Linked DNA regions of Mus musculus: all the other regions are linked to region 1. The links are chromatin contacts, called in public promoter capture Hi-C maps. All regions are on one chromosome and are shown on one strand. Each heading gives the region's core, a stretch centred on a gene start, on an enhancer-like site or on the middle of the called end of the contact. The rest is flanking DNA. Distances are from core to core; before and after follow the strand shown. Region 1 holds the start of Acvr1b (activin A receptor, type 1B). Region 2 holds the start of Krt4 (keratin 4). Region 3 holds the start of Pou6f1 (POU domain, class 6, transcription factor 1). Region 4 holds the start of Smagp (small cell adhesion glycoprotein).

The links. Promoter capture Hi-C pulls out the DNA fragments that hold promoters and counts their contacts.
Region 2: a contact with region 1 is called in a promoter capture Hi-C map of liver, with 2.2 times the contacts expected there. The contact joins the promoter of Krt4 here to the promoter of Acvr1b in region 1. A contact is called at or near these places in 3 of 39 promoter capture datasets (the 3T3-L1 cell line, liver and pre-B cells) and 1 of 115 datasets of contacts at active chromatin or transcription factors (pancreatic cancer cells).
Region 3: a promoter capture Hi-C map of pre-B cells shows a contact between it and region 1, with 3 times the contacts expected there. The contact joins the promoter of Pou6f1 here to the promoter of Acvr1b in region 1. A contact is called at or near these places in 6 of 39 promoter capture datasets (the 3T3-L1 cell line, the C10 cell line, hippocampal neurons and 2 more), 1 of 15 datasets of contacts at CTCF or cohesin (the NIH/3T3 cell line) and 1 of 9 other capture datasets (adipose tissue).
Region 4: a contact with region 1 is called in a promoter capture Hi-C map of liver, with 3 times the contacts expected there. The contact joins the promoter of Smagp here to the promoter of Acvr1b in region 1. A contact is called at or near these places in 6 of 39 promoter capture datasets (the 3T3-L1 cell line, 3T3-L1-derived adipocytes, hippocampal neurons and 2 more) and 2 of 115 datasets of contacts at active chromatin or transcription factors (embryonic stem cells and pancreatic cancer cells).

The regions. Positions count from the first base shown.
Region 1 is chr15:101,172,414-101,175,762 of GRCm38.p6, forward strand. It overlaps Acvr1b (activin A receptor, type 1B), which reads left to right and starts at 1,659. Exons shown (of 9, transcript NM_007395.4): 1 at 1,659-1,822. The coding sequence starts at 1,732.
Region 2 is chr15:101,923,033-101,926,381 of GRCm38.p6, forward strand. It overlaps Krt4 (keratin 4), which reads right to left and starts at 1,703. Exons shown (of 9, transcript NM_008475.2): 1 at 1,150-1,703. The coding sequence starts at 1,638.
Region 3 is chr15:100,598,202-100,601,550 of GRCm38.p6, forward strand. Pou6f1 (POU domain, class 6, transcription factor 1) reads right to left here and starts at 1,783. Exons shown (of 11, transcript NM_001304965.1): 1 at 1,562-1,783.
Region 4 is chr15:100,635,196-100,638,544 of GRCm38.p6, forward strand. It overlaps Smagp (small cell adhesion glycoprotein), which reads right to left and starts at 1,745. Exons shown (of 4, transcript NM_174992.4): 1 at 1,364-1,745; 2 at 992-1,060. The coding sequence starts at 1,025.

The sequences.
Region 1 (3,349 bases), core at 409-2,908:
CAGCATAGTTGGGTAGACCAGTAAGACAGACTTGGAGAAGTAGGCTACTTTTGGGGGGCAGGTCATGATTGAGGGTAAAAAGAATAAAAATGGTGGTGTTTATTTACCCAGCTATGCACTAAGCACCAGTTTGACTTTCTACTTGTGTGTGTTTGTGTGTTGTACCTGGGGAATGAGACCAGAAGTCCTGTTTTCCTTGGGTTCTTTGTGTTGGAGACAATTATAAGGTAAGATGTCAGAACAGCGCCCCCCACCTTTGTTTGTTTGTTGGTTGGTTTGGGTTTTTTGTTTGTTTGTTTGTTTTTGAGACAGGTTTCTCTGAGTAGTCCTGGCTCTTCTGGGACTCACTCTGTAGACCACACTGTCCCAGAACTCAAGAGATCTGCCTGCCTCTCCTCCCTCCCTCCTTCTTGACGGTCTTCTCTATCCCTTGGTCTCACACATGAAACTATCTATGACTTTGAAAGGCTAAGATGTTGCCTGTTTTCTCCTAGTTGGTTATCAGAAGCAGAATACAGATCCCAAAGTCTCTTGTGAGCTCTTCAGAAAGATACGGGATCATTTGCCTTTTATAAGTATTTCCTACTAGGTTTGAAAGTAATGTTTATCTGGAAACTATTTAGAAGTTACTGGAATACTTAAAGGAGAAACAAAAAATTATTTCAGCCTGCCTCTGTGGCACACACACCTTTAGACCCAGCACTTGAGAAGCAGAAACAGGCAGTTCTCAGTGAGTTTGAGGCCAGCCTGGACAACATAATAAGACTCTGTCTCAAAAACAAACTGAAAACCTTAGTAGTAATATTGAGTAATATCGTTCCCTTTTCTCCTACGCATACATGCATACATATCATCCACAAAAATTTATTGTAAAGGTTGGTGTTTACATTTTCATTTAACATGGAGTAACATTTCCTCGCGCCATTAGTTTTTGTAAACCGATTTTTAATCACTAGTGCTCCTTCACATGAGTGAGCCACAGTTTATCTAAGCTTCTATGATTGCTTCTCTAGTTTCCAGCTTTTTCCAATGATAAATAAGCAAGGGAACATTTTGCGTAAATATTTAGCCTCATTATTTCCTGAAGACAGACAGGAGGAAATGCCGGGCAAATGCAATGCGTTTTGTGAAGCTGTCTGATAGGTGCTGTCACATTGTTTCCCAAAATGGTTCTACCTGGCCAGCACCCTCACCAAGGCTGTCAGCCGTGCCAGCCTAGCTACATTTCGAAAACACAGACGCTCGCTCGCACAGGTAGTTGTGTCCAGCTCGCTGCAGCGGGAGGGAGCCTCGAGGGGACGCCGGTCAGGAGACTCTGGCGACGAACCCAGCGGGACACAACGGGCCGGAGGGTCGGGGCTGGGGGAAGGAAGGAGGACGGGCGCCGGCGCGGCCACTCCGCGGAGGGAGGAGGGAGACTGTCGGTCGGCGGACCCGGCCTCCCCCGCTTTCGGCTCAGCTCCGCACGGGTGCGCGAGGTTGGCCGAGGCGAGAGCCTCCGCCCCTTTAACAGGGACCCTCCCCTTTAAGGCGGGCGCACGCGCGCACCCGGCCCCGCCCTTCGGGGGCGCGCGCGGCGGCGGCCGCACCGGCTCCCGGGAGCTCACGTGCCGGCGCGGAGCGAAGGAGCCGGGCGCGCGCGGGCGGGCGGGAGGAGGGAGGGAGGGAGGGAGAGAGGCGCCGGGGGCGCGCGCGCGCGCTGGGCGCTGCTGGGCTGCGGCGGCGGTTACTATGGCGGAGTCGGCCGGAGCCTCCTCCTTCTTCCCCCTTGTTGTCCTCCTGCTCGCCGGCAGCGGCGGGTCCGGGCCCCGGGGGATCCAGGGTGAGTCCGGGGCGGGGATGGGGGGGGGGGGCGCGGGATACAGACGGCCAGGCGAGGCCTCGCGCTCGCCGTGGGGCTCGGGCGCGCCCCCTCCCCAGCCGCGCAATATGGCCGGGCGGGGGGCGCGGAGGGCCGGGGTGGCGCTGGGTCAGCCTTGGGGACCCGCGCGCTCTTCCAGACGGAGCCCGACCGGGGCGCCCAGGGGGTCGCGCCTCCTGCACCCTCCGCTCCCACCCCAGGCTTCCTCGAGATGTGGAGGTCCCTGGCTCCTGCCCTTCAGCGCGTCCGTGCGAGGGGGGTTATTCCCTGCCAGCAGATGCTCCTGGGGGCGCCTTTTCTCCCGCCAAGATTGTGGGGTTCGACGATGGGGGGCTTGTTTCTCCGATGTGTTCTGTTGCCGAGAGCCTATGCGTACCCTAGGCTAGGAGGGTAGGGGTCTCTAAGCCTCCCTTCATCATGGGGTGCCCCTACCCTCTTTCCCCTGCCACCCTGATGGTCTAGGCACCGGAGTCACATTCCCCCTTCTTTCGCTCAGCTCCTTGGGTTCTGCAGGGCACCCCCCTCCCACCCACCTCGGATATCCATGCCTGTAGACGCTGTTTGGAGGAAATGGGGCGAGCAGGCCCCTAAACCTTTTTGGAGATTGGCCTCAGAGCCATTCCAACCCTGTGAAAACCTAGTTCCCCAGCTGTTAATCTGAATCTAGGTGTATGTGTGTTTGCATGCCTCCTCACCTCCCCCACCCCGCCCCAGGGGGCCCATTCAGTTAATCACTCCGAGGATGCTTTTCAGGTGAGATCCTGAAAACTGCTTCCAACCCCCCCACCCCCAATTATTTAAAGACCCCCACGGTTGGACCGTCTCCCTGGCCCTTGGTCAGTACTTTTGCCTTGACACACAGTCCCTCCTCCCGGCACCCACCCTCCACACACACCCCTTACCTTCCAGCCTTAAGGGCCTTGTGTGGCCAGGCCCACCCCCACCTTTCCCAGTACAGAGGTGGAGACGTTTCTGTGGGACACTACACCGGCTGTGTTGTTTATGAGGCTTGTGAGGCTGGGAAGAGCCGGTGAAACCCTAAAATATTTCATCTGGTAGTATTCTCAAATGTGCTTTGGCATTGGGGTTACAGAAGAAGGTTATATTTGGCAGTTGCATCGAAGTGATTATTGACCCACAGATGGATATGGTGAGACAATTAGGGGTTGTATTTGCTGCTCCCATTGTACAAAGCCTTCTGCTTTGGCTTCTCAGCCGCCCCCAACCTTCCAGCAATGGAAGTTCGTGTGTGTGTGTGTGTGTGTGTGTGTGTGTGTGTGTGTCTGTCTGTCTGTCTGTCTGTCTGTCTGTCTGTGGCTCTAATCTGCACGCGCACACACACACACACACACACACACACACACACGAGATGCTCAGGTGGGTCTTGGTTTAGTAACGCAGACCCTCAGTAGAAGACACCATGCTACTTTGGAGTCTCAAAACCAAGTTCACTATCCCCGTCTTTGATGTGTTCTTCCAGAGTGGCGG
Region 2 (3,349 bases), core at 453-2,952, 750 kb after region 1:
TCTGAGGCCAGCACCAGCCTAGGTGGGCCAGGCAGCCAGACCACCTAAGAGTCACGCAGCTTGGGCCACCTCATAGCAAGCCTGGGACACTATCATGGCAAGCATGTTCCTGGGCCCATAGTGGTCTATGGGACACATAGCTTGGGGAACACAGTAGAAGGTTGATGATACAGCAACAACAGCTTTTTTAACCACAGCAGACCAAAGGCCCAGATGCAGGGCTAGAGAACAGAGCATCTGTGAAATAATCAAATCAAATAAGACCATGAGGTATGAACACAGTTGGCAGGCACTTGCGTTCAAGGGATACAGACCCATGGCGAAGAACACATTCACTTTCAGAACAGGCTAAGCATGGTGACGCACGTGTATGCTCCAGCACTCAGGAGGCTGAGGTAGGAGGATGATGAGTCTGAAGCCGATATGAGCTACAGAGGAAAACCTTGTCTCCTGAATCTGTATACGATTAACTCTAACTACAAATGGCCCAGACATGTTCTAAGACTCAGCTGGAATCCATCCTGGCATGGACTTCCTGGAGCCTTCTCTCTCTAACGCACCCAGCCGGGCCAGCTAAAGGAGTGGTTGGCAGAGCATCTCCATGTTACATTCAAGCAGCAAAACTCCTGCCTTCTGAACTCAAAGGCTGAGATGAAAGGAAATACTGCCAACAAGCACAGAAAACTCTTAGTCTAACGTTCAAGTCTGTACTCCCAGGGTCACGGTAAAGCCTCCAGGAGCTACTACAGGCTCGTTCAAGCCAGTGTAGCCACTCATCCTCCTCCAAGGGGTTCACTCTTGCCTCAAACACCTAAAGGAACCAAAACCTTGATGCCCAGCAACCTAGAACAGCCTGGGCTAGAGCACTGCATTGGCCCCTAGCCATAGATTTCTGGGTAACCAGATTCTATGATGCATGCCTACAATTGGGCTACATAGAAAAGATCTCCAGGTTTTGCCTTTTTAAAAAATGGAATCTGGGCTAGAAAAAGCAAAGAGTACCTCCTCTGCTCTTCAAGCATCCTCAGAGACGAGGGGTTTCACCCAGAGTCAGAAGTAGGTATGAGGTGACTTCCTGGCTAAGACCCAGGGCCCAGGGCTTAGAAACCCCGCACTCCACCACCCTCTGCAAAGATCAGGCTCACTCGCCTTATCGATGAAGGACGCGAATTTGTTGTTGAGGGTCTTGATCTGCTCACGCTCCGCCGTGCGGATTTTCTGGATCTCTGGGTCAATCTCCACCTGAAGAGGTGTCAGCAGGCTCTGGTTGATGGTGACTTCCTGAATACCTCCAGCAGGACAGACTGGGAAGCCAGGACCTCCTCGACCGTTGAAGGAGCCTCCAAAGCCACCGCCAAAACCACCGGCACCAAACCCAGCACCGTATCCTCCAACGCCGAAGCCTCCGGCACCCCCATAGCCGCCGCCTTGGCAGGACCCAGCCACGCTCATGGAGATACTCTTGTGACCCCCGAGGTTGTAAAGACTTCTGCTGCCGAAGCCCCCAGAAGAGCAGCGCCCTGCACCGCCAGACATGGAGCCTGAGCTAAAGGCCACTCGCTTGACACCACCAGCAATAGCTGAGCCACTGCTAAAGCCCCGGGAGGCTCCGCGGACACTTGACTGTCTGGCGATCATGGCTGAGAGAGGAGGCAGCTGCAACGAGCTTAGAACAGAAGCGAAGCAAAGGCCAGATCCTGAATGCCAGAACCCTCGGCCCTTGTGGCTTATATGCGCTGGAGCAGCAGGGCTTGGTTGCAGGGGCATAAAGGGAAAAATCCGAAGTATCTCTGGGCTGGGCCTTTGGCAACGGCCCATCTCTCTTGCACCTGCTGAACATGTCACTAAGCACACCTAGAAAAGTCACTGGGAGGGCACAGCTTACGGTCTCATCCCTCGCTGAGCCAGTGCCCCAGGGCCTCCTGTATCACTGCCCACCTGACTCAGACTTGCAAGGCCCCACTGCCCTTCCTCCTTCTTTCCCAGCCTCATGGGGCTCCTGCTACAGACACCTAGTCTGATCACCCCTACTTGCATGCCACAGACCCTGGAACCTGAGAGCCTGGGTTCTAGGGCACAGCCTGCCATTGCCAGGCTATGCACCCTGACCTGTGTGTGCAAGCTGCTCCCTGAGCTCAGCCCAGGGACTCATAAATTGGAAAGAATGCAAATATTTACTTTTCCTTTCAATACAAAAGAGATTGTGATCTTGGATGGGAGCTTGGCAAGCTGTCAGCATCAACTCTTATGCCTGTGTCCATCATTCTTATCCTCTGTGTGTCCCTGGCCACTTGTTCACCTATGAAACAAGGCTCTTCTCTTACAGTTCCAGCCTGGTAGCCTTTCCAACCAAGACCCAAAGAAACTCCTGGATGGGATTCTACCGTGTGGCCCATAGCCACCCTGGGCTTACAGGGCTTCCCCAGAACACAGCACGTCTGGGTTGGTTTGTATGCTTGTTTGTTTGTTTTGTTTTGTTTTTTCTGAAGTGGTCCCAGAATTCTGGAAAGAGATTCCTAACATTCTTGATGCTGAGTATTGCTTTGGCAGACTGGTGGTCATTCAGGGCCATGTGCGAGATACAAAATCATAGTTTTACTCCCAGAACTTGGATTTCTCCTAACTGAGCAGAACTGGCCTATACAGAGTCTATTCATCTCTCACTAATTATGCAGTCTGGGGTGGGCCATCTGATACCTCTGAGACCAGCCAACTCACTTTATAAATAAAATAAGACATGTTCCTATGCATAGATAAGACAATATATCCAAGGTGCCTAGTACACTGGAGACAAACAGGCATCCGCTCTCATCCTGTCCAGGGACTAGGAAATCCAATACATCTGAGTTTCCTCCTCCCTCCATCATTGAGAAAATGACCCAGAGGTGAGAAAGAGCAACCACCAGCACATGGATAATCCCACCTGCCTGAATCACACCCATGTCCCCCAAAAGCTTCCTTGATACACAGAGAACTCAGGGTGAGGGTGAGCACAGGTCAGGCCCTAGGGATGGAGCTACAGCAAAGGCCAGAAGACAGTCCAAGAGCCCAACCAACAGTCCTCCAGGTCTCCCCTCCACCACTGTCCTGTCACTGTCCAGCTGGCCACTGTAAACCTACTAGAACCTAGACCCATCACATAGGCAGCCAAAGCTGGAGCAGGTAAGCACCGCAGAGCATAGAGGTGTTGCCCCTCCACCCACAGTGCCAATCTCTGTGATTCAAGGGGACTGTGGGACACTGGCAATCAGGTCTTTGTGTGTCTACCCTAGTCTGGGAGTAGGCATGTCTTGTCAGGAAGGTAACAACAGCTCTAGATGTCAAGGGCCACCTGAGGGGGTGTTCTGAG
Region 3 (3,349 bases), core at 533-3,032, 570 kb before region 1:
CCTTCTCCTTCCTCTTGACATTTATTACTTAGTGTGTGTGTCTGTGTGTGTGGGGGGCGCACCCGAGTGCCATGGTGCACTCACATAGCTTGTGTTCGAAGAGCAGACAACTTGCAGGAGTTTGTTCTCTACTTCTCAAGGTTCAAGGGCCACACTTAAGAGTGTCAGGCTTGGCAGCCAATGCCTTTACCTGCTGCTGAGCCATCAAACCGCAAGTGCCCCTTTTTGTTTTACATTTATAGAAATGGGTGTTTGGCTTGGGGTTTTGTTTTGTTTGCCTTGAGTTTTTAAGGCCCAGTCTCACTATCAAGCTTTAGTCTTTGATCCTCCGGCTGCAGTTTCACACCTGGCTGCTGGGGTTACAGCTGTGCATCAACAGTTTTACTTTTCTTAGTTGCCAAATAGTTAGTGCCTCTAGGAAGAAACAGAAACCAGCGTGTCTTCTCTGTTTCTCTCTCTCTGGCTTTACCTGATCTGATTTTTTTTTTTTTGTTTTTTTCCGAGTTTGTTTGTCTTGCTCCTTCCAGGACAGGTGGGGCTTTGTCTGAGTGCGGCTCTCGCACACTGATTTTTTTTTATTGAAGTACCATAGAAGGAATGAATGTGATTCTGCTTTACATATGTAAAGAGGCCCCCGAGTCACAGAAATATCCTGCTCACAAACTTCAATCAAAACGGAATACACGCCCAGCATGCCGGTTTGCAGTGTTGACTGTCGTAGATTACCAAAGCGACGGGTATATATGCATGGAACTGGGGGCCCCGCCTTCTATTTTGTGAGCAAGGAATGCCAGGGAGCCAACAGGCTACAGTCTCTGTGTCTGCTAGGAGCTTCCTGTCTTTGGCCTAGGGAAGCTTTTGAGCAGGCTTTCATTTTCTCCTGCCCAGCTGCAGCGACTACTCTGTAAAGGTTTCAGGCTTCCCACCCAAGCCCGAGGAGGCGATCTTAGCGCTGAAGTGGCTTAGAAGCCACTCTGGAGATCCCTCAGCCTTGCCAGGTGCAAATGTCCCGGGAGGAGATAGTGGGCCCGTTTTATGACATTATTAATACTAATACTGTCATTAAATATTTATGAAGTGCTCACGCTCTGATCGACGGTGACCCTCCCACCATTCCCCCATCCTTCCAGTGACAGCGAGGTCTCTGCCCCCCAGAGTCCCACCAGCCCTTTCTCCGGAGTAGCGGTGACAGGTCGCCAGGGAACCCAAGCGTCCCGGGATCCAGGACTCTACGTGCCTCTCCCCGACACCCCGCCCCCCACCAGGGCAGGGCGTCCACCCAAGCGGCCGCCCCTCCTCGAGTGTCCGCGGGGACCGGAGACCAGGGTGCGGCCCGGGGTCTGCGGCCCCAGGTGGGCAGAGCGCGGCCCTCGACTCCCAGAGCTCCAGCCTCCGGGGCCGCAGCCCGCCGCCCCGGCCCCGCGCCTTTTTCTCTCTTTATCATAAATATATAAATTATGCTAATTACGGGCATTGCATATTAACCAAATTCGAAACCTCCCCTGCCCGGCCCCCTCCCCCTCCGTGCAAAGCCCTCCCCGCCCCGGACCCCGCTACTCACCGGAGCCCGAAGCCCAGCCTCCCGCTCCCCGGCTGCCCAGCGGCCACCGGCTAGACACTCATCCCCCAGCCCGGGCCAGGGGGCCGCGGCCGGGGCGGCCGCCCGCAGACAAAGAAGCCGGAGCGGCTCGGCCCGGCTCGCTCGGCCCGGAGCCACTCGGGACCCGCCGCCCCCTGAGCCCCCCGCCGGGGCTGGCAGAGCGGAGCGGCGGTGGGTTGCGGGCCACGCACGGGCCGGGACGCCGGGGGCGGGGGCGGCCAGGTGCAGTCCCCTCCTCGCCCCCTCCTCCCTCCCCCCCTTTCCCTCCTTCTGCTACTTGGATTTTTTTAGCTGCTGCGTCATGAGCATAATTTATGCAAAGCGCTTTGCCGCATGCTGCACCTCCCGCGCCAGCCGCCGGGGGCGGCGGTCAGGAAAAGGAGGGGGGGTCTGGGAAGCTGCGAGCTGCGCGTGGGGGTGGGTAGGAACCCCAGGCCTCGCGGGGACTGGGACCCAGGGCCTGTGGGGCCGCTTGACTCAGCCCCCTTGGAGAGCAGGACTGGAGTCTCGATAGGGGACCCCGTGTCGCCTTCCCTTCAGCCGAGGATTGAGCAGTGACAACCGTGACTCTCTGGTGGTCAACTGCCCTTCTCAACGGCCAACCTCAAGTTCACGTCTGTCCTCTAGGCCGTAAAGGAGAGGGAACTCGGACGTCACTAAGGCTCAGGGTCTCCGGAGCAGCTGTGCACATCCCAGAGGGACCAGGGTCCCGGACGCTCTGCTGAGCTAGCTCGCTTTCCCACCTTCAGGAGGGGCGGGGTCCCACCTGCAGCCTGCGGGCTAGTCAAGCAGCACACGAAGGTGTGAAAAGAAAGGCAAAGTTTGACGCGATGGAGAAAAACAAGCCACTGTTTTGGGGACCGTGATGGTGGGGAGGGTTTGTTATATCTACTGACTTTTGAAGGTAGAGGGAGACTCAGAGGCCGATTAGGGGCCAGGGGAACGAAGGTTTGGGACATAATGGACAAAAGAAGGAAGACCAGGAGAGCGAGAAAGAATGAAGGGAGTCACCAGAGAAGAGCGTTATCAACGCAGCCAAGTGGATTCCCAACAGTGTTTCCCTCTTCGCCCTCACCCCACACCCGTGCTTCCGTGGTCTAGGATGATCTCGGTAGGCCGTGCAGAAGCAGCAATAGGAGAAATGATGAACTGTAGAGCCCTTGCCAGACAGTCCCTTAAACGTCTCCAGTGGAAGCACACACTCAGGAGGAGAGGGGAGCAGCATCGGCTGGGTTTGACCAACAGGTACACTCCAGGCTGCCTGCATCATGCTGGCTACTGGTGCCGCAGAGCTGGGCTGTCCGCTGTTTTCCTGGGGCCATGGAGGAGGCACTGCGGGTGAGACTAACTAAAGGGTCAAGAACCAGAAAGCTTGGGGTTTTATCCCAGCGCGTCCATCCATTTGCGGTCTAGGCAAACGATACAGTTTAGTTTTACAAACAGAGGTAGCCTGAGCCGGGCACCGTCCCACCTGTAGGACCGGCTGCTGGAGAGGCAGCAAACCGAATGAACCTGTGAATTAGGATGCAGCCTGAACAACAAAGTCTCTCTCTCTCTCTCTCTCTCTCTCTCTCTCTCTCTCTCTCACACACACACACACACACACACACACACACACACACCACACAGAGATACATTCCCCCAGACACCCTACACAGCCCCACATATGCTCAGAGACACACCCCACACATTCCCCACGAGCGTACACACACGCAAACACATGCACACCCGCTCATCCTCGAACACACA
Region 4 (3,349 bases), core at 495-2,994, 540 kb before region 1:
CCCTTGAAGTATTGTGCTAGATGAAATAACCAGACGGGAAGGGGTAAACACTGAGCCTCACTTCACTCTTCTAGAGACTTTGTTGCAAAGCTCGCCTCCCACTCCAGAGCCTTTACCCACCAGCCTGAAGGGCTGTCCTCCGTTCCTCTTTGCCCACCACTTCTCACCAAGCAGCAGTCTGAATCACGTGCTCCACTAGTTCCAGGAGAAACTGCCTCAGATTTTGCCTTCCCCGGGTTCTCCCTCCCCGAACTTCATATCAGCAAAAAACAGTGTCCCTCAAAGTGAACGTTTGTTCTATACATAAGAAAACAAGTTAGTTCCTCCCACACCCAGGCTGGCACAAGGTGAAACCAATTAATATGTAAATATCCGTCAGCGCGCCAGAACCAGCCTGATTAGGAAAGGAAAGGTGAGACTCAATTCACCACCTGGCTCCTAGAATTTTTAAACACACCCCACATCCCTCTAGCCCAGGCTAGACTTAAATTCACTATTTAGCTGAGGATAACCTTGAGTTTCTGGTACTCCCGCCTCTACGTCCCAAGTTGCAGGGACTGCAGGCACAAGCCATCAAAATGGGTTTCATCTCAAGTTCTCTACCAATTAAGCGACATCACGAGTCCTCCCGGTTATCTTTAGAAGATTCCCTTTCTCCTTTACTTAACTACTGGGGTGAATGTAAAAATGGCTCCTTTGGGCATCAAAGAACTTCCTAAACCCAGGTGACTCGCAGTGCTTGGAATTGGTCCGGTCCAGACTTGAGAATAAAATAGCGCAAAAGGGCACACTGAAGTTGAATTCTGTTTTCTTGGAGCTTTTTCCTGCGTGAGGCCCGACAGCGGGTTGGTAGGGGTAGGGTGGGGTGGAGTGGGGTGGGGATGGGTGAGTCTTCCAGTCTACACTGAGTGAGGCCTCGCGGAATTCCAAGACCTGTTCTGGGGTGGGAATTCTTAAACAGCCCCCCTACTCCATAACTTTCATCACCTACCTTCAGGAGAAGGTGTGGCCGGTAGGTTGTTCATCGTTGCTGAGGGCAGGCTATTTCGTAGGGTCAGATCTGTGGGAAGAAGGACGGACAAGAATGAGGTGGACGGGCTCCTGAGGTCGCAGGGCTTGTAGATCCCAGGAGAGCCTCGGGCGCCAGGTTTTCCCCGAGTCCCTTCCCCTGGATATATCCACTCTCTTCCTTTCGGTTCTAATCAGCTTCCATAAACAAATCCTTCCCCCAAGAGCTGACCCTGGTCGCAGGGTCGGGGAATGGGTGGCGTTGGTGACCCTTTCCCCAGGCCTGGGAAAGTTAAGCAAGGGTCGGCCCGGTTGCGCCCATGAGCGATCCGGGTCCCTTAGCCACCTGCATTACCTGGGCTTCCAGGGCCAGGAGCCCCGCCGAGCCGTCCGCTGGGTGCGCCCCGCTCCCCGGGGATCCCGCGTGCCCCGGGCCCGCGCCCTGGCCGTCGAGTGTCCCTGCAGCCGCGCAGTACCCGTGCGGGTCAGGTCGCAGGCGCGCGGCGGCCGAGTGCGGGCTCCGGGCTTCCGCGCAGCGCGCTCACCTTTCCAGTCCGACGGGCGGGCAGGGCCGGGCGCCGCGCGTCCTTTTGAACTCGCCGGGGTGGGAGCGGCCGAGAGTCGCCGGAGCCGCGCCCGGGACCCCGCGCCGAGCGGCCGCCGAGCCCGGACCGCGGTGGGAGGGACAGGAAGGAGCTCGGGGCCGCCCTCAGCAGGTTCCCCCGGGAGGAAAGGCCACTGTCCGGAGCCGCTCCGCCCCCGTGCCGGGCTCGGCCGGGGTCGGCAGCGCCAGCTGTAGGGCGAGCGAGGGGCGTGTCCCGCGGGAGCTCAGTCACGCGTGGGCCCTCTGGAGTCCGCGACTTCGGGGCGACTTAGCCGAGCACCTCCCGGGGCCACCTGGACCTTCCGCGTGCGACCTTCCCAGGAGGCGGTGGAGCGTGGAGAGGGTAGGAGGTGTGGCTGTGGGCTGTTTAGGATTAAAAGCTCCAGCGTAAGTGCTTGCCAGCTGGGTGGCTGTGGGCACATTCCTGAACACCTCAGTAGTCGGTTTCCTCATCCCTAAAATGGGGACTGAAAGTGGCAATTCCCGTAAGGCCGTTTTACAGCCTTGGTCCTAGCCCGAGGCAAGCGCCTTGATTTAAATATTCATCAGTGCTGTACTTTAGCAGCAGTTGGACTCACGTCAGTGACAGGAAATGCTCCCAAATTAACTAGAGGAACTCGTTGACTAAGAGGCAATAATTCTATATAACAGGCTCTGGAGGTGGTCCCGCTGTGTAAGCTAGCGCAGGTTACTTCTGATTCTTTGGGCAAAGCTGTGTGAACTCAGGGTTAGGGTTATTGCGGAGCTCCAATGAGTTGCCTAGAACCTCACCTAGCACATGATAATGTGCTCAAAAAACACTGGCCAGGTTACCTGGGTAGCTCACTGAGGGTCGGACCTGACCAACCACACTTGGCTTTCATGTCTTTTTTTTTTTTTTTCTTTAAAATATAACCTTTAAAAGTTGCTTTGGGGGGCGGGGGAGGGGGGGAGAGGGGTTAGCTGGAGAAAGGCTCCCAGTAGTTCACAACGTCCTGTGATTCAGTTTCAGGAGATCTTGATGCCCTCTTCTGGCCTCCACCGGCACCGGCAGGCTCACTTAAAACTTTGCTGGGGCTGATGAGAAAGCTTAGTCAGTGAAGATACCTAACTGCCTTGTAAAGCTAACAACTGAGTTTCCCAGAAACCACAAGCTGGCCTCAGGTTAGGACCCACTGCCTCAGCTTTGGTATTGCTGGCACGACAGGTTGGCACATGACACCCAGTCTATACCCAGACGCAGCCTGTCAACACTGTCCAGAGTCTGGGGAGCAGGGACTCAGGATGCGTCTGTGTCAGACCTCCATAAGGAGTCAAGTGAATCGATGATGGACACGGTCTCACATGGACAGCCAGTCTTCTCCAAGAGTGAAACTTAAGCCTCGGAAACTGAAGCAGCCATGCTTTTGTCAACAGACCTCTAGGGACCTCAGGGCAGACAAGAGACAGGTGACATTTATCTTCGCCTGGCTTTATTGGCTTCCTTGTGCTTCTACTGGGGTGGCCGTGTTCTGTGTCCTTGCCTTTTTCCTGGATGATGTCTGGGCCAACTGTTCAGTTCCCGGCTGAGACTGTCCACACTACCCAAGCATGTGGGCCCTTTCCTTCCCCCTTGGATGCTTCCTTGGGATCGCAGTAAAGTACCATGTTCACAGCGTAGTGCATTTTCCACTCTAGCTGTGCCTCTGTTGTAGCAGTTACTGACTTACCCCCCACCCCCATCAGACAGGAAGTCCTACAACTTGGACATGGCCTACT